Linked DNA regions of Mus musculus: region 1 is linked to region 2. The links are chromatin contacts, called in public Hi-C maps. All regions are on one chromosome and are shown on one strand. The core of a region is the stretch at or near the end of the contact, and the rest is flanking DNA. Distances in the headings are between cores, read along the strand shown.

The links. Hi-C and Micro-C count contacts between places; a contact is called where the count stands out from the background.
Region 1: a Hi-C map of uterus shows a contact between it and region 2, with 4 times the contacts expected there. The contact joins two enhancer-like sites.

The regions. Positions count from the first base shown.
Region 1 is chr6:97,855,354-97,859,631 of GRCm38.p6, forward strand. All of the region lies in intron 1 of Mitf (melanogenesis associated transcription factor), which reads left to right. Among named protein-coding and RNA genes, the nearest start is that of Mitf, 50 kb to the left of the region's middle. Within about 2 kb of position 2,533, at least 48 of the 459 cell types and tissues checked have an H3K27ac peak or open chromatin away from gene starts, as enhancers often do. A contact at or near this core is called in uterus, where this site is marked.
Region 2 is chr6:97,275,466-97,279,875 of GRCm38.p6, forward strand. No RefSeq gene overlaps it. Among named protein-coding and RNA genes, the nearest start is that of Gm32191, 25 kb to the left of the region's middle. Within about 2 kb of position 2,661, at least 246 of the 459 cell types and tissues checked have an H3K27ac peak or open chromatin away from gene starts, as enhancers often do. A contact at or near this core is called in uterus, where this site is marked.

The DNA of each region.
Region 1 (4,278 bases), core at 1,283-3,782, 580 kb after region 2:
GCATATGATGGCATGTAGTGTTAAAAGGTGGATACGCAACTCAGAGCACAGTTCTCACTGGCTAGCTTCTTGTCCTGGAATCCATTCTCATGTGCAAACCTCAGGAAGTTTTAGGATTAACTTTCTTGAAGGGTCTTGTTATAACATTTGTGTATTTCTGTACTTCCCTCATATTACTTGAATGCCACCCTCCCCCCTCCTCCATCTCCCCATTGTTCTCCTTGCTTCCACCCAAATAATATCCTTCATCTGCTTTCTGTGTCATATGCTTATGACACATACGTGTTTGAGGAAGCAGCTGTCAGTTTATCTTCCATCCTTCCATTCTTGGTTCTCTGTATTTATGTGTTTGAAATATCAAGCTTTTTCATCGCCAATGCCCCCCCCCCCCCCCCGGCCAGGTCCTCTGCCGTAAGCTCTGCACCTCGCACTTTCTAGAGTCACCTTTTAGAGCCTTTCAGTGTTCTGTCTGTCTTAGGTCTGACTATGTTGTGACCACAGATCTTTATAGGAACACAGCCTGACACTCCCTGTTCCCTTTGCCATCTGGCAGGCAACAGATTCTGTCCTGTGAGTCATACTCTAAATGTAGACGCTTTAACTTTCAGATGTGAATGGGTTTGGTGGGTCTCAAGTCAGCAGCAAAGAAGGGGAAAGGCTGTGACTGGCACCTGCCCTTGCAGTCCCAGGAGAGGACGGTGAAATCCAGCTTTCAGAGCAGTCATTCAACTCTGGTGTGAAAGAAGGTTCCAGAGCCACTGAAGGGCTCCCCAAGCCACTCATCATCTCCTCGCAGCATTGTGGGTGGGGTTCTCTGAGATTGTAATTCAGAAAGATAAATATATCTTCCTAGTTTCTTCCACTGGCGCTGGATTAATAGTACGCTAATATATCGCTATTTTGTAAGCAAGAAAAACATTCATGTTTTGTCAGTCTCTCACGTGCAAACCATCTAAACCTAATTCTATATAGTAAAGAACCCAGGGACCCAAGGGTGACCTCTTCAAGGGAAGTTGAGAATGGTTATGCAACAAACTATAAAGGTCTTGGCTAGGGGATGGGAGAGGCTTTTTAGTGCAGCACTTCTCAGCCTGTGGGGTGTGACCCCTTTCGAGGGTTGAATGACCCTTTCACAGGAGTCCTGTATCAGATATTTACAGTATGACTTAGAACAGTAGCAAAATTGCAGTTATGAAGTAGCAACAAAATAATTTTATGGTTTGGGGTCACTACAACATGAGAAATTGTATTAAGGGGTTGGACATTTGGAGACTCAGTCCCCAGTTGGTGGCACTGTTGGGGGAGGTATGACGGTGTAGCCTTTTGGAGGAAGTGTGTTACTAGGGAGTGGCCACGAGAGCAGAAAGCCTCGATCTACCGCCCAGCTCGTTCCCTCTGCTTTGTGCTTGCCGTTTGAGATGTGAACACTCGGAATCCTGCTCCATTCTCCATACATGCCTGATTATGGACTCTAGCCCTCTGGAACCATAACTTTTCGTTCCAAATAAACTCTTCATTCCAAAAGTTGTCTTTGTCATGGTGTTTTATCACAGCAACAGTAGAGTAACATGGTGATTAAGAACACTTGCTTTGCTAGCCTGAGGACCTGAGTTAAAAATCCCCTGTAATAACCTAAATCCCACAATATAACCCAGTGCTCTGGCATTGAATATATGAGGACTAGTATGGCTTGCTGGCTGACAGTGTAGTTCTATGTTCAAAGGGAGTCCCTTTCTCAAAGGAATAAGACAGACCATGATAGAACAGAACACCTGACACTTTCCTTTGGCTTCCACATGCATGGGCTCATGTGTACTTGTACACATGTGCTAAGAAGCCCACACATGCTAAGATATACACAAACATGAGAGAGAGAGAGAGAGAGAGAGAGAGAGAGAGAGAGAGAGAGAGTGTGTGTGTGTGTGTGTGTGTGTGTCTTGGCTGTTTGAAAGTTTAAACTGGCTCAAGTTTTCAGATCTTTAATGTTGTAAACCTGATTACTCTATTATCCTAAGGTAGGCTTCTTATATCCAGAGTATGTAGGAAACATAGCAACGGTGTATTAATCACAGCTACACCCATCACGGTGTTCAAGTGTGTGTATAACTGTGTGTGCATTGTTAGAGATGCCTGTGTGTTGCTTTATTTGTGCCTTAGGACCTGGGAAGCATGGCTTAATGCTTTGAGTAACAGTCAGCAGACCTGGAGGAGGCCTTCATTTCTTGGGATCAGGGAACAGAGAGAACGTTCTGGAAATGAGCTTTGGCTAAGGAGGATCTTGTGTGCTGAGAGGCGATCTTCAAGGGGAGACAGGTCTGTGCGGTCCAGAGTAGATTTTTAATTCAGAGCAGGCAGTGTCTCTGTGTTGGTATGGCTACCCTCGATCCCACCAACCTCCAGTGCAGAACTGTCAAATGAGCAGTGGAAGAAGATGAAAGAAAGGCAGCAAGGCCAAAGCAGGCCTGCCCAGCCATGCTGTTCTGTGGCGGGACCTGACCGCCAGCCACTGGCCAGATGTTTGGAGGCTGTTCCTGGTTTCATTTCCCTGCTTTCCTGCACTAACTTGACCAACAGCAGCACTGGCTGGTGAAAACAGGAACAACACAATGCTTTCCTGCACACTTTCATATGCTGCCTTCCCCTCTTCCTGTGACCTCTCTCCCCTTCCTAAGCCCAAGTTTACTTTCTAGGGTTATCTTCTTTCCTTCTCTTCTGAGATCCTGTTCTTTTAAAGAAATCGGCCTTGATAGTTTGCTTTGTACCAGCAGTGCCTCCCCATGTGAACACCACAGCCTGCGAGAAGCTCACGCAACTTGGCTTTTAGGGATGTGTGCTCAGGCTGTAACAGTGATGCTCTGTATTTTGGAGCTGTCTCACCATAGACTTCCCAGCTCTTTGGCTCTTACAAATTTTTCACCCTTTCTTCCATGATGTCCCCTCAGCTTTAAATACAGGAATACAATACAAAGTGGTCAGCCATGAGGTGATATGCAAACAAGCAACACCAAATGGATTCGATTCAGTAGATTGTAGTTATATCTATGCTTATACATTAGTATGTGTGTATATGTATGTGTGTGTATGTATATATATATATTATTGATATCTATATATCAATATCAATATATATATATTTAGCCAAGGCTCGGGAAGATGTGATGTAATTACATTTTAATTATTTTTTAAGTCACCATTTTTACTGGCTGCAGAATGTTTCACAGCATGATTTGATTACAGTTTATTCATGTAAGCTGCCATTGATAGACTCAGATGGTTCCACTTTTCCAGCTAGTGAAATCAATAGCACTGCATATTTTAACTCCATTTAAAAGAGTATTGAAGTACTTTCTATGTGCATATTTTGCTTTTGTTCTAGTTTTGTTCCCATCTCCAAGCTCATTCAAGTCTTTAACATTTCTAAGTTGCTAATGGACCTTCTGCAATCCTTGAATTTGGTCCATCTGGGCTATCCCGTGCCATTTCTTGATCTCAAAACTTTCATCCTTTGCCTCAGGTGCTTGTTTACTGATCATGGCTGTCCTGTGTGTCAGAGTATACCTCAGAATATCCCTGTCCAGTGTGTATCTAACCCCCACCCAGTGGGGTGGTCCACAGTATCTCTCTAGATATGCCAACATACTCTTCAGGGTTGGAGATGATCCTGGTTGAGAAGGAGCATCATCTGCTGTGATGTGTATCAAGTGTACTTTATAAGAAAAACCAATACATGGCAGAAGTTACTTTTCTTATACATCCATCTATACACGCGAGCCTCATACTACATAGCACAGCCACATGGTGCACAAGGATGCTTTGGTCAGTAATGGGCCACATACATGACAGTGATCCCATAAGACTGTCACTTGGTGACACTTGGAACCATCTGAATTCTAGTGCATGTGGCAACTGTATTCTGAGCACAGTATTTCTTGCAACGTATTTCTCAGAACAGTTTCCTATCATTAAAAAAACACATGGCTGTACTGGAAATAAATCTCAATATTGTATTCAGAGCTTCAGTTAGCTCCTCTGAACACTTGACACTAAAAATATTTAGTTCATATTTTGTGTTTAGGTACAGTGTTTTTGTTTATAAAGCTCTCCATATCATTATCAGGAACTTTTGAGTATTTTCTGGTTGTAGTTGAGGCAACACCTATTTAGTTAGCCACAGAAATAGCACAGGAATTTCATCATTTTACCCACAATGCTTATATCCAAATGGGGATTTAGGCCATCGACACTGTCCTACTAGGGCATTGTTGACACAATGATGAC
Region 2 (4,410 bases), core at 1,411-3,910:
ATCCTGAGGTTGACAGCTGTATAAAGCTGTATAAAGCTACAGCTAGTGCTGCTCAGGGAAGGGTTTATTTATTTGGGAGGGCCCTGAGAAACTTGCCCAGGTCGAAAGGATCTGAATTAGGAATTGAAGTGGTCTAATGTCTAATACTCCTCTATAATTAAAAAAACGAATGCCCCCCAAACCCTCCAAAGGTCACTAACGTGGAGGCGAATCTAGAGACATCTCTGTCTGCATCAGCGCGCAGCCACATTATTAGAAGAAATAACTGCTCACCACATACTCAATTTACTAAGCTCCAAGGAGCTGGAACTGGCTGATATTTCAGAGCCAGGTTGGCAACGTGATTACAGGTACTTTTAAAGCCCCCAGTCCACACATTCTCAATAATTTACATTGCACTGTAAATGGAAGTTGATCCTTGGAGGTGGGGTTGTTGTTGTGCCAAGGAAGTAATTTATGTTGCCCTGAGCTGGAGCTCTCAGTATAAGAAACAGCATTTGCAGGATGGGCAGGTACCACACTCTGTGCAGAGCATTTCCTGTGCCGAAGCAGCTATGGTAGTGAAGGCAGTAGAAACTCAACCCCTGCCTTGAAGCCTAAGACACTGAGCCACTTTCTGACGCCTCTTTCTATCTCGTTACTCTGTTAAAAGCCATCTACACTTGCTGATCTGTTGAAGAGCACAGAAATGAGAGTCTTAACTGTTGTGTTTTATAAAACATAATATAATGCGGCAGGGGCGAGAGGGACAGTCTCGTTGGGCCCGGAGGTGTTCCCCAGAGGAATCACCACCATGTGACGGGCCAAGTGCGAACGGGAAGGGGACCTGGGAAAGGAGGGGGACAAAGAAGGACAAAGAGGGAGGAGAGAGGAAGAGGATGGCCATGAACTTGTGGGGAAGAGAGAGATGGAGAGAGGGAAAAGGGGGAGAGAGAAGAGGGGCGAGAAAGGGAGGGGGAAGAGGGGGAAGGGAAGGGGGAAGGGGAGGGGGAGGGGAGAGTTTGGCTATTAGTACCAAGCAAGCAGCTGCGCAAGCTGTTGCTAGGTAGCTGTTGGGTGGAGCCTAGAGGAATTGCCAAAACTAACCAGGGAGATCCAGACCGTTTTGAAATTGCAGCTCTATTTACTAAACCATCAGGTTGCCTGGGTGACAGGGCGATAAAATAGAGGACACACTGGGGACATGGATGCACTCCATGTAGGTTCACCCTTTGCTTGTTTCAAATTCAAACCTAACTGGGTCTTTGTCTCTGTTTGTTAAACACATCACCAGTAAACTCTACCACATGGCCAGTAAAATGACAGCCTACGGTAGAAAGCTCTGAGCCCAAATCTCTGCCAACAAGTAATAGTATGAGGGTGGGGGGATGTAGCTCAGTGGTGGAATGCCTGCCCAATATGTGTAAAGCCCTGGGTTCTGTCCCCAGCACCAGTGAATCAAGCCCGGTGGCACACACCTCTAATCCCAGCACTCAGGAGGTAGAGGCAGGAAGATTACAAGTTTAGGGTCGTTCTCTGCTACACAAGTTGGAAGCCAGCTTTGGCCATGTAAGACTCTATGTCTCCTCCTCTTCCTCCCCTCCCCTCCTCTCCCCATTCCCCCCTCTTCTATCTCCTCCCCTTCCCTCCCCCTCCACTTCCTTCCTGTCTCTGTCTCTATGTCTTTCTTTCTCTGTCTCCCTGTCTGTTTCTGTCTCTCTGTGTCTCTGTCTCCTTCTCTCTCCCTTCACACACATGACTGCGCAGAGTTAGATCCATGCCCAGCTGGCATGTGTCTCTGTGCTGCAGCCCCAGCCCCAGCATGCACGAGGCCCTGTGATCACCCCAACGCTGTGGTCCTTCTTCATATGCCCTTTAAAAGGTGACTTGCACCAGGATGCTCCTGTGTGGGGGTGATTTCCTCTGTACTTGATTATGTGACCTTTGGTGTGTCTGAGCATTTATCCTGGGCTCTCATTCTTGTATCTAAAGCAAACAAAGATGTCACTGGGCCCTCTTGTTATATGTTGGCACAGTACCAGACAGGGACAAACCATTTGTTGTTTGAAGCAAAGGAAAAACCAGTCACATCAAGCCTGTCTTTACTTAAAAAATTTAAAAAAAACCAAAAAGCAGAATTTGTGTGTATGTATAAATTAATTTTGATTTTCTAAAAGACTGTGTTTAAAAAATCTTGCCAGTTTGGCTTGTTTGACTTTTTTTTCCCCCTGAGAAAGTACTTTACTTTTTATAAACCTCTACTGTGGTCTTCAGTGACTATTAAAAATGTAAGTCTTACATTATTGATGTTTAAATTTAATGCTGTTAAATGTTACTAACTCTCTTCCTTGCAGAGTCCCATTAGAAACAATAACAAGACGTGGCTTACTTTGTCCCAAGAACTGAGGCACACGTTATTAAGAGTTAGATGTTATTGAATCCCTACATTTCTCCATGCTTCTAACCCCCCAAACAACTCCCCCAAGAGCACAGCGAGTAATCAGAAGTGTTGGGGGTTAGAAATTAGAAACTGGGCTTTCGTTAGGTTTGTTTCCTTCTCCCTGTAACCTACAGCACCTTGTTCATACAATATTGAGAATCCCGAATCCAGGGCAGCTAGGAGTGCCTGCCTGCAGTAAACCGGGACGGCCCCTAGGTGTCCTTCTTAACCAATATTGTACGCTCTGAAAGTCCAGACCCAGCCCAACGATTAGAAGAAACCTGGTCCTAGTTAGTCTAGAAGGTTCTGTCCAGATGAAGGGCTTATGCACTGAGCCGGGGCACCTCTCCGTGCCCGGGAAAGGCAGGAAGGACATTATCTGCGTGTGACACCTCACTGCACAGACTTCTCACTCGGAACTGTCCCAGCTGCCCTTGCACAGAGGAGGGTTTGCCTAATGTTAGGTCTCAAAGAAACCCAGGGCAATTGGCTACCTGAGGTGCCTATTAACATATCAAAGCTGACTCTGGCTACCTCTCAGTAGCCTGTGGCTTCTCCCTGAACTTCTCGCCCCTCCCCCTCTCCTTCCCCTAAACCTCTGTAGCCCGCGGATTGGGCTTTCCTTCCCCCAGCCTCTGATCGCTATATAACTCAGCCATTTTAGTTACATGCCCTCTTAGTATCTTGGTTCCTCTCTTGGATCGCTTGCCACTCCTTTCCTCTCTCGCCTCCCATCCCCGACCGTGGCCCAGTTCAGTCTGGACCCTTCCAGATGCCTTTGGCTGTCCTCTCCCTCACACCTACAACAAAACCTTCTCTCCTCAGCCAAACCCTAGGAGTGGTCTTGGCCTCATTTTCCAGTCGCCTAGGAATCTCAGGTCTACAGGACACACTTCCCATACTGAATGGTTTTGTTCTCAGCTCTGTCTAAAATTTTCCCAGGATGCCTGAGAGATAAATTCTTAAAAAAAAAAAAAAAAATTGGCACTTAGAACTCTTTTCCAAATTTAACTGCCTGCCCTCTTGTTTTTTTTTTCCCCCCTCTCTCTAAATCTTTTGCTTGTTTGCTTTCTTATGTGTGCAGAAAAGGCAGTGACTTGTCTTGGAGCCAACAGCATGACCTGACGCAGCATGAGTTAGGGAGGTGCCAGGGTGTCTGATTTAAGGTGGTACTCACTCTTGAATACTCACAGGTATAATTTGCCCTGACCTTGCCGGACAGCTGAGGGGGGAGGAGGAGGTGGAAAACACCCATTCAGGTCTCTAGTGTAGCCTACCTGTCCGTGCACTCTGAACGGAAGGAACTCACACTTCACAAAGGCTGTCTCTGGAACCCCGCCTTAAGTGCCTCTAACTACACACCGGGCACAAGACTAACATCCAAGAGCTTTGGGCTGGGATTAACTGTGGTGGCCTTGCTGTGAGGATTAAATGAGGGGGGAAAATTCTAGGAGCTGGGGGCAGGAATCAACCCTCAGCTGGGATGTTTATTTCAGTACTGTTATTTGAGTGGCTAAATGAATGCACCTCGGGTCTGGGGCTAGGGAGATGACTCAATCGGTAAAGCAACTGCCCCCTGACAGTGAGGAGCTCAGGTTGGATCTTGAAAAGGCAGAGAAGGCCAAGTGACAGAGCTGCACGTCTGTATTCCAGTAGTCGGCTACACATTTGTAATCTAGTGGTCCTACAGTGAGCTGTGAGGCAGAGACAGGAGATTTCCCAGAAGTCCATGGGCCTGCTAACCCAGCATAAAATAGTGCTGGACAAGCAAGAGACTCACTTTCAAATAAGTACTGTGGCAGATGTACTATGACGTGTGCATGCTATCACTCATACACAGGAACACGAACACATACAGAGAGACACAGACAGACAGACAGACAGACAGACACACACACATACACACACGGGTGGGGTAGGGGTGTAAAAAAAAAAAAAACAGCTTTCTAGATCAGGAGCAGCACCTACTAGTTTCCCACACAGGTTACTTT